Regions from separate parts of the Anser cygnoides genome. Here region 1 is linked to region 2. The links are chromatin contacts, called in public Hi-C maps. All regions are on one chromosome and are shown on one strand. Each heading gives the region's core, a stretch centred on a gene start, on an enhancer-like site or on the middle of the called end of the contact. The rest is flanking DNA. Distances are from core to core; before and after follow the strand shown. Region 1 overlaps STK4 (serine/threonine kinase 4). Region 2 overlaps HNF4A (hepatocyte nuclear factor 4 alpha).

Region 1 (6,381 bases), core at 3,540-6,039, 270 kb after region 2:
GTCGAGCATCTGGTGCGGGGAGAGACCAGAAGCTCTGGTGGCACTGTCGCCTTGATAATGCAACGTGCAGGTGAAAATTCTTAATTGAATTTTCTGTTTTGAACGTTCACAAACTAAGTTCAATTCTTAGAATAAAGTTAGGGGTGGTCTTGGTTCTGTAACGCTTTTACCATCTTCGCACTGGTAAGCTTGGTTGTTGGGTCGTTTTTAAAAGATATTTTTCTTTTCAAGAGGAGATTGGATTTCATTGAAAGTCAAATGAGCTGAGATGCAGACTTGGCCATTTCCTATTAGAAAAAAAGATTCAGAGTAAGCGTGTGAGTCTTGGAGTGTTTGTGAGGCACACAGCGGCTGATAATTGAACTTAAACCAGAGCAGTGTCACTGACAAGATTCTGGAAACTTTTTTCCCCCCTAGTAATTAAGCTGTACTTGTTCATGTAAAGCAGTAACTTAAACAGGAGAGTGAATGTGGATGGTAGAAGGTTTGTGTGATTGCATTAATGTTATAATTGAATAAAATATGGCTGGTATGTAGCTGAGATAGCTATAGGTGGTTTAACGTCAGTGGTTGCCTGAGCTCGTGTAGATGCATGTTATCCAAATCGATAATGCAGGTATTGGAGAGAATAGCTCCACGTTTTATCAAAGGCATCGGATGTGTTTGCCTTCTGTTTTTTCCCTGTAGGAATAGCAGCTTCTTACTCCTTAGCGTTATTAATGTCCAGTGGTACAGTTTTGTGTTTAAAATAAATGGGTCCATTTAGGTGTAATTGAACCATAAAACATTCTTCGTGTTATGCATTTAAATAACGCACTGTTTATAGAAACACCTACATTGATTGAATTCTCCTCTGACTGTAAGAAGCATTATACTGCCACTCTTGAATTGTGGAGAATATGAATCTCACAGATAAGTCTCCCATCTGTTCTATTCTTTTTCTTTTTTTTTTTTTTTTGACTTTTATCTTAATAACAGGCTTGCTGGCAAACTTTACATAAACAGCAGCTAGCCTGGTTTGTTCAGGAATATCGAGTTGTGTGGACATAAGGACAGTATTTTTGATCAATGGGAGGAATTGTACGTATTGTCATTTTGTTGTTTTTTTTTCCTGTTGCTTTTTTTTCCCCTTCACTTGAGTAGTGGTAGACTACTGGACTTCTGTGTGGTGTCTTAGCATTTAGAACAGCGGTTATGTGCAAACCAAAGGAGCATGAAGGGGGGTTAACTCTGGGATCTAAGCTGGATGCTTGTCCATCTTCAATTGCCATGAGTATTTGCCAGAGCTCTAAGACGAAGCTAATGGTCTGTTAATATTTATATTTTCAGAGATGCTGAAATTGGAGAAAGAGATGTATGTGTTTAACAGAGCTGTTTTTGCTGTTCCTTACAGCTTATTATAAGGCACTCCTGTGTTGTGGTGGGGGGGGGTTAGGAAGCAGAGAGGATTTTTTCTTGAGCAAGATGAGAAGTATGACTAACGGAGTACTGAATAGCATCCAGGAGGCAATATGTTTCAGGAGACTCAACCAGAAGATGGGGTAGCAGTGTGGCTGTCCCATGTGCATAGATATTTACACATACGGGCAGACTGTGGCCTACCTGTCTTTTCTGAGAATAAACGCGCTTCCTACTGGATCAAAATAAAGCACAGAGAAAGCTGATCAGGAAATAATCCTGATCAGGAAATAATCCCTCTATAAATTGTTAAATTTCTTAATCACAGAAGTTTGAAACCAAATTCATTTTACCAGCAGTCCTTTGAGCTTCAGGGAAAAAAATGTTCATTGCCATGTTGCTTTCTGTTCTCTCTAGACAGGCAAAAGAGTTTCCAGGTGATGAATAGAGAGGGTGTTAGCAAATGCTTACTTGGTTATGTGCCATTTTGGGAGCCTGAGCTGGTGCCCACAGCATGCAGGACCCGACGAGTGCAGCCCCATCACTGAGGTTGTTTCTCATTCCAGTTCTCCAGAACCTGAGCCAGATGATGCAGGATATGAAACGTTCACTTCTTGCTTTGTGCACCTTCACATCTCACAGCCTGTGTCACGTAATGTGGTTCGCTGCTGGACTAAATTAGCAGCTCAAGCAAATGAGGTGAAAGACAGGTGTCCTGAAAGTCTGTGATGGAGGGAGAAAGCTGCTATAAGTTCATAATCTTTTTTGAATTTTTATGGAGAAGAAACATTAGATCTCCAAAACGAGGCAATCTGGTCTTTAATGGCTTTCGTTACTGTGAGGATTTCCTCCCCTTTCAGAACGAGTCCTCAATTACATAGACCACAGCTTCGGATGAGTGCTGGTGCTCTTCCTTCGATGTCTCCGATGCCTCACGTTCATTAAAAGAGGATTAGTTAGGATACCCAGCATTGATTTTGGTGGTCATTTAGGAGCTCCTTCTTAATAGCAGGACCTGTCAGGCATGTTCTGCTTTGATTTAATTTGAGATAGGCTGTAATTATGGGAAGTCTCGTCCTCATAATCTTCAGTATGTACCAAGCGTTATGTGGTCTGCTTTTAATGTGAGGAAATCTCAGCTTCTGTTGCCATGAGTTGAATTCATTAATGATGGAGCACTTTTTGCTCTGGTTGAATAAATTGGCATCTCTCTGCTCTGCTGTATAAAATGACTCAGTCCTGTTCATACTGTACAAATTATGCTGTCCAGCTGTTAAAGTTCATCTGTGATCTCAGAGAAATAGCCTGAAGCAAATAAAACTACGGTTCCATTTGAAATTTTAATATTAATGAAGTGTTGCTTGCACATAATCATCGGGTACTGTTTTGTGCATCCTAAATACATGAGCAATTTGAGTCTTAGAGTTACATAATTCAAACTAAAGCAGGCAGAGGGGAACTTTATGAAGATTACTGGGGACTAAGCTTGTTAAATGAGAGTCAGTGGAAGATCTCTGTTTATTTAAACCACCAAAATGAAGGATGAAAATAGGTACAAGAACTATAAAAAAAAAAAAAAAAAAGGCAAGGAGGGGTGGGTGAGTAGTGTAGAGACTAACGTTTTGAACGCCTGAGAGCTGAGGCTCTCTCGAGAACAAGTGCAAGTACACAAGCTAGCAATAAACTTTAGACCGAAGGTGAGAGGGTTTATGGCTCTAGCGGAACAGCAAGCCTGTCGACAGCAAGGACAAAACAAAACAGTTGCTTTACAATGGCTCTTGATCCCTCAGTGAAAAGGACTCTATAATTTTGTATATGACAGCAGAAACTGCTTCTCCCAGGGGACCCTCTCTGGCCTTATGTCTGACAAAAGGCAGCAATGGTGGTGCTTACTTTAGGGTTAACATGAGTGCTCACCGTGCCTCTGCAGAGCTTGGTTTGGAGCTCCTGCTCATAGGGGTGGATCTCCCTGAGCTTTGCTTAGGGCATTCATAATTCTTTCCTAGCACAAGTGAGTCGATTTGAAAAAAATGTGATCTTGTTGCTCCTGAAATCCTCTTAAAATGCAGGTATCTTCCAAAGCCGAGGACAGTTGCCTTCCTAAAGATTGCAGCTTCCTGGAATCCTGACAAATTTGTATTCTTGTACCAAGTGTCTGATTTTTTTTAATGTGATATTGCTAGTGTAGTAATTCATCACTTCATGGTTGTTGATTTAAATTACCTTCTTCGTAGATGAATGTTCCCCTTACCCAATCTGGTATGGCTGCTGGTTCTTAAAATCTACTGCTAGATGCAGCCGTAGTTCAAACATGTTTGTAGTGTGATCCGACTGCTCCCAGTCACCGGTGTAGCTCCAATTTTTGTGAGAGAAGGGAGGAAATCTCTCACCGTGGCTTCAAGAATAGGTATTTTAAATAACACTGTATTAACTTAAGTGACTGGAGTAAGGAGCACACAAAACGTGCTCCTGAGGTTGTTTCTTTCTCGTGACAGGCTCTGTGATTCTAGAGCTCACCCTGGCTCGATGATAGCAATCGCTTTGAAGAGGAAAAATCACAAAACAAGGATTCTTCTGCTGTCGAGTAGAGAAGAATAATCTTAGAAAAGCAGAAATTATAGTTTCATTACTCAGCAAGCTCCTTCAGTTAGATAGAGAGGTTGTGCAAGTTCCACTTCCCTTTTGAAGGTTTCCTTTGAAGTTCATGAACTTCTGAAAATTTTCAGTCGTGAGAGCTAATTTGACAAAATCAACCAAATGAGTTGCTTTGATTTCTGGGACTAGATGATACCGAATGATTTGCTTTCAGTGACATTCTTTACTGGTGGAAGAACAAGCTAAATCTTGTGCTGGTGTGACTGGCTGTGCTGTTTCTTCTTTATCATTCCCCTTTTCTCTGCAGCATCATAGGGAAGTATAAATGCCTTGAAGGCTCTCCACACCCCCTTTGTCCTCTCTTGCTCGGTGTGAGGAGGTCTCTGTGCTGCAATCAGCCTCTAAGACTGATCTCATCCCTTCCCTCGAGTTCAGGCAGGTGATTTTTTGGGAGGAAGGACATTTGTTGTTAGAGTTTTCTCACATTCCTTAAAACTTGTCCTTGCTGTAGCCTGGCAAAGGAGAGGATCAGGTATGCCGAGGCCACTGGCTGTTTGCTGATGCTGCCTTGCTGGCTTCTTGCAGTGCCCAGCATGATCTTTTGGCTTGTCTGGGCTCTTCGTTGGTTAAGGGCTGTCCCAGTGTGTGTGGTGCATGTGGCTGGACGTGGCTCTGCAGTACTGAAATCAGTAGTAAGCTGAGCACAGTGCTGCTTTAAAATTGTGTCACAATACAAGGAGATATCTGTGGTTCACCATTTATTTGGGCCCACCAGTTTCACATCTTTTCTATTTCACCCATAATGATGTTGATGTTTTTCTTAGAGTTTTCTGAACATGAATTTGCGCTGGGCAGCACTTGGGAGGTCTCTGCAGAGGGCTTGTCCTTTACCGCAAGGCCAAAGTACGAGTGGCCCTGTGAGCTCCTGCTGCTCTGTGCGGCTAGCCCAGACCTGCAGTTCTGCAGTCAGCTGGAGCAGCTCCAGCAGAGCCGTGGCGTTCCATTTGTGTAATTAATACAGCTCCTAAAAGATGACCGCACGTCCCCGTGGTAGGCCATTAACAGCTTCAGAGAGCTCTCGTGGCTCAACCCTATAAGCAACTCTTAGGGTTCTCCACGCGTTCGTTTCGGAACCTTTTCTTGTCACTGCAGGGTGACCTTCTAATAAAAGGCTTATCTCTGCCACAGCTGTGATCTCACTTTCTGTCAAATATTTGTATTTTAGTCTAACCCGATAAACCTGGGAACTTAAATGCTTTTTGGCACAGAGCAGCTTAGTGCCGTGTCATCTCAGCAGCACCTGATTCTGCAAATAGCACTGATCGATTTTTGTCTTCGGCTGCCTGTTATCAAAATCTTAAAGACATAGTGGTGTGACTCTTGCGTTGAATTAATAGCAGATCATCTTCGGAAAGATGACGCTGCTTTAAGTGCCAAGACTGACAAAAAGAAACCCAGTCGTGCTGGGATGATAATTGATTTTGGGTAATGCGTTTCCGTCTCCAGGAGCGTTTCTGTCAGTCTCGCTGTATATGTACCCCAGCTGAGATCAGAACAGCAGCTAAAATTTCAGATATTTTGATCTGTATTCTAGATCTTTTCCATTGTGTATTATCTTTTTCCGTTCTTTGTCAGTAACTTCTTTTTTTTTTTTTTTAAATGTAACTTTAGATGTGGATGTCTATAAACGTGCTAAAATCAGTGGCCAAAATTGAATGTAGATTGTAGCATGTGCTCAAAAGGCCTACGGTGGCTGGATATGGCTTTTGATAATTTGCTCACGCTGCAATAGGTTGTTCAATAGATGACATTTACAAGTATTGCAGCTGTTGGTAAAATACAAAATGTGGGGAAACGCGTGTGATTAAGTGAGACAATTACTCTCTGGTACAAGTGAACAGTCTTAAAGAAAATGAGTTAGCCACTGTCATCTGTGTGAAGCATTTGCTTTCAGATTCTCCTGTGCAAACAATTGTTTTCAAAACATACAGTGCAAGCTTAATTTAGATGCCTTTTTATCTAGGAAGCCAGGATTCAATTTGAGACCTAAGCTATCGCTCCGCAAGCTGTGTATAGATTAGCCTAGGTAGGAATTCATTTATTTTTACAAAATTTGTCAGTGTTAAACATTGCCACGATTGGCCATAACATGAACAACTTATCCCCTGCTTCAAACAGGCTGGACTGCAACAGAATGCAAGTGGTGTATTTACTTCATTCTAAATAAATGTTTTATCACTTAGCTGTAATTGGATTGCTATTGTATTTCAGTAATTATTCCCAATAGCAAATCTGTTCTCCCCTTCACAGATATTTCCTGACTGACCTTCACGCAGTCTCTGTCTGAAGATGTCTTTCTTGAACTAATTCTGTATTAGCTGGTGTTTT
Region 2 (6,320 bases), core at 1,524-4,023:
TGCCAGCAAGCTCCCAGTGATTGTTTTGTGTCCATTTTCTCCTCTGGCACTTGTTTCCTTAGGAGACTGAGGACATCAGGGCCAGTCCAGGCTATTTGATCACTCTGCACACTCCTGTGGAGAAAAAGCATTTTGCACTAACTTGTTTCTGACTCCAGAAACTAGAATCTCTCAAATCTTACCCATCCTCCAAGCACACAGGTTTAGACCATCCCTCCACCCCCTCCTGATGCCTGCAGCTCTTCAAACCCTGACTAGTTTTGCAGTTGTTTGCCTTAATTTCATCAGCCCCCTGCCCTGGAGCTAGTGAGGTCCGATCCCGAGAGTCCCAGCAGTGACTGGAGGTCACTTCCAGCAGGCATGGCGTGCTGATGAAATCCACCTTTGCAAAAAGATAAATTAAAAAAAAAAAAAAAAAAAAGGCAAAACTTGCTTTGTAACCTTTGTTGATTTTGGCTGTTCTCCTCCTCAGCCTATTTCTCCACCGGCTGGATCAATTCTGGGGCTGTTCCATGTGTAGAAGGAACATCGGGTATAAAGTCAATGAAACCTAAAAGCGCTGCAAACAGCTGGCAGGGGTGCACGGACAGCCCGGGTTGTCTGCCAGGCCATAGGCTGTGTAGGGATCTTTTACCCTGGGAAACTATAGGATTACTTCAATTCCAAAGGGATCGCATTCACCTATTGAACAAGTTCTCTAAAGGTCCAGGCGTGTGCTGCCAAGCTCCCTGTCACGCTAAATGTGTGAGCTGGCAAGGCACGGAGCGATAGGTGCTCCTTGCTCCCTGCTGAACACAGCTCTGCAGAAAATCTGACAGCAAACTTTCCTTCCAGTGCCGCTGCTTCCCCACGGCTTCTGTTCCCCTACAGATTGGGGCTGAAATGGTTGGGATTCGGGCTGAGCAGCTGCCAACGCAGACCGTGAATCTGGACCGTCACGTGGCAAGGTGGCTCTGGAGCTTTTCTTGATTTCCTCCTGAGCAGGCAGGAGAGTATTTTGCTGGAAAGCTTCCGGGTTTCCGTTCGGTTGTGTTTGGGATCTGACGCAATGGTCACAGATTATAGGGATTTGGGTGGGGCAGCAGGAATCGGAGGTGGATGCTGTAACTTGGGCCAAGCTGCAGGCCGCGGTGTGATGGGATAAGATGAAATTAATAGTTCCTCTTCCTCGCTTGGGCTCGTTGCTTGATTTTGTGCAAAAACACACCGGCCAGATTTTCAGAGCCAGAAGCACACGCTTGTGACTACCGACACGCAGACACCGTTCTCGAGGGCTGCCATGTAGCCAGAGCGATTGCAAATACAAACAAGATAGGCAAATGCACTGACATTTCTGAGGGCAGCTGCCATGTTGAAAACAGCTCCAACTTTCTTTGTTTCTACTGTCCTTGCAAAACAACAGCTCCTAAGAGTACCAATAATTACTTCCTCAAGTGCTCAGAGCCTTTGTTAGTCAGCATAATAAACCCCTTTCTGATCCCGGGATGAAAGGCACGCACGGTGTTATCGCTAAAGCAGTATATGCCGAAATGCTCTGTCTGTCCCCGTGTTTGCAGTTCTTTTTTTGCCGCTTTCACATAGCAGCTATTTATTTTAGCTCCATTGGTTGCCTCCAGCTCCAACATCCATCCCAGCTTCGGCTGAAATGCACATGTTGCTTTTGGAGACGATTTCAAGCAGAGTCGTCTGCATCCTTTGAAGCACACGTCCAAAAATCGCCTTGGTTCACTGTACAGTGATTTTATGTCCTGGGGGCCTGGACTGTTCGGGTTGGTTTGGCTACCTTTCACAAATTTTGCACCAGTGAAAAATAACCCGAGTTTGCAGCGAAGCTGTCTGCATCCTCCGTAGCTGTGCCGGGGAGCCCTAAGCACTGCTGCATGTCCCACGGCTCACCAGTGGCAACGTGCCCGGCGTCTGCTCGGGAGCTGCTGCCTTAGCTATTGCACTGTCCTGTGCAGCGTCCCAGCTGACACAGCAGCACTGCCCCAAGGCCTCCGAACAACATCTGTCCCAACCACAGCTACAGGAACTTCAGCACTGGGGAGAATTTGTCATTGAACAAAACGCCCGCATCTTCCCCAGGGCACAAATCTCACTCTGACATGTTGCTGTGGTCACCTGCTGGGGCCGGATCTGATCCGCTTCCCGGGTGAGCCATGCCCCACCAAGGGCTCTTCTGTGCGTTTTGCCAGGGCAGGGATGTGCTGCATGGTGCTGGCAAGGGGCAGACAGACCCTAAACAGCTTCTGGTTAATGATCTGTTTTCCTGGAGACTCCTCTCTGCTGCCGTGGACGTTTTGGGGACTGACACCTGTCCGTGTGTCAGCCAGATGATTGCCTGGAGCTTAAACGAAGATCCTCTGCTTCGACTCGGGGCTTGTTTCAGCTGCGCTGACCTGCAGTCCCCCGCAGCCCCTGCAAATTCCTTGGAGCTGCTTATTAACACGCCGGCAGCTCTGCCCCGTAAGTCATGACTCTCTGCAGTAGAAGGCAAAGGGGCTTGACAGTGTGGCCTAAATATCCCTGTTTACAGAAAGTCTGACAAAACACTAGCCCTTGGCTTTATCTTTCCCCTTTGGAAATAGCCACAGAGCAAATATACTTAAGGCACGAAGGCAGGGGGATTTATATTGACTTTAGAAAAAGCTGTTCTTTAAAAACAGGAAAAAAACCTCATCCTCGAGCTGTGCAGACTGGGTGCTTCACCCAAAAGTCTTGCGTTGAGGCTTAAAGCCTGCCTGCTAATCTGTAGCATTTCTGTGTGAACAAGTCATGCAGTAAACTGCTCTCTGTTAATTTTTTAATGCAGAATAAACAGGTCAAGAAATGATTAGCATGAGAATAAATTGAGCTTAATCAGGAGAATCAGAAAAGATGAGAGGGAAGAGGCAAATTGGAGTTATCAGTTAACCATATGGAGTGGCTTTGCCTCCAAGAGCTAATGTGCCCTCGTGTTTTCCATCCCTTCTGAAGCTGCCTTTTTTTTCCCCCTTCCCTAATTTAAATGATGAGCTAAAATTGCTAGTATAAGCACAATGGAAGCCCTTGTTTCACCTTCTCATTTTCTATGGCTGCCCAAATGAATTGCAGGTGATAAGGCTCCTACCTGGTTATTACAGATGGTCCTTCCCATTCCGCGTTCAGAAAGGAAGATACTGAAGATAAGGTTCAAACGCGCAAAATCCACTTTCTGCAAGTATGAGCGCTCTGTTCTGGTGCAAAAGTTTCGGTGAGATCCTGGCAGATCCAGGGACTGAGTGGAGGCATCCGTGGGCAAGGGGAAACGCAGCCCTCAGGACTGCTTGGAGTGGAGTTTGGTCAGTGGTCGGAGATCTATATTCTCAGATAGGCAGGACTTTGTCCACAAACTGGAATTTGAAATTTCAAAGGGGAAAAAAAAAAAAGCAGAAGGGACCTTTGCATGTGTGGAGATGACTGTGCTGGCGACGTTCCCCTGGGACTTTTGGTCTTCGTCTTGCACCTCAGCTTTGTGCTTCCCCACCAGCTTGACTTGGCGATACTGCGGTGGGTTTTGCCGGTGCGGTCCCCGAGCAGCGGCCCTGGGGCTGGCTGTGAAGCCCTGACCTTGTTCAGGGCTTTCCTGGACTGGAGAGATTTCAGACCCGGAGCCCAGCTCTACTTCACTTGCTTGCCAAGGAAAAGCCACTCCAGTTGTGGAGTGACACGGTAGGAGCGATCTGGAGCGGTGGCTGCCAAGTGGCAGCAGAAGCATCGCCAGCGTTCTGCGAGGTTTGTCCCGCTGGCTCCGGGCACTGGCACTTCTGCCAGGGATTTCCTGAGAGTGCAGAGCTGGAACAGGGAAACCCAAAGGTTTGCTCTGAGCAGGAGGCTGGATCGGAGATTTCTGAGGTCCCTTTCAGCTTGAATTGCCTCTTGATCCTACAACACTCTGTGCAAGAAGGGCAGGAGGAGCCCTGTGAAAGGAGCCTGCTCACCCACTTGACATAAAGAGCTAGCAAGCGTGGAAGCTGATGGTATCCTTCCCATAAATGCTCTATTACAGAGTCTATTCCCCATCCTCATTTACTGAAAGACATAGATCTTATTTTCAGGGAATCCCCTTTTGCTTTAGATTAATTTGCCAAAGACATACAGATAAGGCAGAATTAGTGTCATGAGGTGCTAGAGGGGAAAAAGGCTGAAGGATTTATTGCTCAACTGATAAAAATTAAATAATTACTTAGTGCAGAAGGCTTCATGGCCTGAAGCTGTAAAATTTTCCTTTGCAGACATCTTCTGGCATGGGTGGAGGGGACAGAAAAGGGAGAAGGAGATGGCCTGAAAGCTGAAATATGCCTGAGCACCTGGCTTGGAACAGCCTTTGCTTTACCAGGGCTCTGCTTGGGATACAGCATGGGGTCCCTCCGTGCCTGTAGTGCATTGATAAAGCCCCTCTAAAATGTCCTTTCCTTCCTACGGGACATGCCAGCCCTGGGTGCTCTTCCAGCCATGCTTGTGGCCCTGGAGCACACCCTGCCTTCCCCTGGGTTTACATCCTGGCAGCCCAGCGAGGACAAACAGGCTGTTCCCAGTTGATTGCCAGCTTAGAGTTGTCTCTACCTCAAATAGAAAAACCCCAAACATCTTCCGTAGGGCAGAAATGTTCAAATCAGCCTCCAAACCAGCTTCAAGTCAGCACATCTCCACCCTAAAACAGCTGCAGGCCATTGTGGACCTGTTAACTACTATAGGCCATGACTACATTTGCCAGCTGTCCCAAAAAACCACCGTGCAGGGATGTCAGACAGAGACAAGGACTCCCCAGGCAGCCTGTCCCCAGGGGGACATCAGCCTCCTGCAGCAGACGCATTTCCAGCTGGGGGCTCGGCCCCGTGCCATGAGCCCATCCCCGGGGCAAAGGAAGTGCGCGGTGTCCTTGGTGGTCTGGTCCTTCACCTCTGTGCTAAGACGAGCTTTGTGAGGGTGCACCAGGCAGAGGACACCGGTAACGAGAAAACAACAGTCAACACAAGCCTGCGGACGGAAAGCTCCACGTCCCATTGACAGCTCCCTGCCTCGTGAGCCACCTAATGCTCTCCAAACTTCCCCGCTCCTTATCTGCCTCTCTCACACACACGCTGCCTCCCCGTCTTCTATTCCCGGCCCTCTTAATCCTTCCTGCCCTAGAAGCAAACGGCCTTTGCAGCCCTATTTTGTCAGCAGGCTATTTAAGCAAAAGGCTTGTTTTGCTGAACAGAGCAGAACAGACCATGCTTTTATGATATTTTACTAGACACCGCGGCAAATCCTGCACATATTTGACCTAGTGTCTGTAGCATTTATCTAATCAAAGGGATCACTGTGGCCCGAGCAGGACTGGGACGGAGGGCCCTGAAATGAGGCCACAGCAGGGCTACACTCCACCTTACCATCTACACCCTGGTGCACATCATTAAATTCATTTTTAGCCCAGGACTGTTCCTGCCGAATGAAAGTACAGCCAGCCACGTGAGTGCAGAGAGGGTCCAGCCTGTCTCTTGAGAGCACAGAGCAGAGGACTGTTTCCCCTGCAGAAAAGGATCACTTGTCGCCAGTCCCAAATAGGAAATCAGGGGCTTTCCCCTGTTCCCCGCTTTGCTCCTGCAGATCTGTCGCCCAAAGGTAAAAGTGCTATTTGGAAGTGCTACATACATCCTAATATAGCCACCGTGGTGAGGATGGCTCATGGAGCCGGGGCTGTATTGGTGCACCCAGGAGGCACAAATACAAACATGTTTCAATCCCGAATTGGCAGCGTGGACCCAGCCGATTGTGAAATCAGGGATGTTTCCAGTGCAGAGCAAACTGATACTGAATCATCAGTTGCTTGTTTTCCTGAGCAATCCAGCTGACGCCATTCAGTGATCAATTAAATACCTGCTTGTTGATCTTGCATTTTTAGGTGCTGCAAATTACACTGGAACTTGTCAGTCCCGGAGAGGGCTGACATGCCCTGGGTGAGCCGGGGCTCGGCGAGCACGAGCTCTGCCGCTTGTGTGCCCCCGGGGTCTGCCCCGAGGTGTCGGCCATGCCGGCAGGCTGGAGGCCTGTAAGGCAGCGGAGGTTGAACCCACAGAAGGAAACTCCACACCGCAGAGCAAAGCCCCGCTGAGCTGTAAAACGCCCAATGAAACTTTTAAGACGTGTCAGTCAAAGCGGGGCCGGGGTGTGTCTGACACCGGGTGGCTCCAACGCCGGGATGAAGGGGACAGGAGCGGGCCCGGCCGTGCCCTGGGTGCCCGCGCCAGCCCCGGCCTGGCTCGGCCCCTCGCTCGCCGCTCCGCTTGCGTGCCTGGCGCTCGGCAAACCCTCACCCC

The links. Hi-C and Micro-C count contacts between places; a contact is called where the count stands out from the background.
Region 1: a contact with region 2 is called in a Hi-C map of liver, with 1.8 times the contacts expected there. The contact joins two enhancer-like sites. A contact is called at or near these places in 2 of 7 Hi-C or Micro-C datasets (both in liver).

What each region holds. Positions count from the first base shown.
Region 1 is chr16:10,609,417-10,615,797 of Taihu_goose_T2T_genome, forward strand. All of the region lies in intron 9 of STK4 (serine/threonine kinase 4), which reads left to right. Among named protein-coding and RNA genes, the nearest start is that of TOMM34, 17 kb to the left of the region's middle. Within about 2 kb of position 4,790, at least 2 of the 3 cell types and tissues checked have open chromatin away from gene starts, as enhancers often do. A contact at or near this core is called in liver, where this site is marked.
Region 2 is chr16:10,338,773-10,345,092 of Taihu_goose_T2T_genome, forward strand. The region is part of intron 1 of HNF4A (hepatocyte nuclear factor 4 alpha); the gene reads left to right. It overlaps LOC136786489 (a long non-coding RNA gene), which reads right to left. Exons shown (of 5, transcript XR_010825329.1): 2 at 3,110-3,913; 3 at 1-114. Among named protein-coding and RNA genes, the nearest start is that of HNF4A, 12 kb to the left of the region's middle. Within about 2 kb of position 2,774, at least 1 of the 3 cell types and tissues checked has open chromatin away from gene starts, as enhancers often do. A contact at or near this core is called in liver, where this site is marked.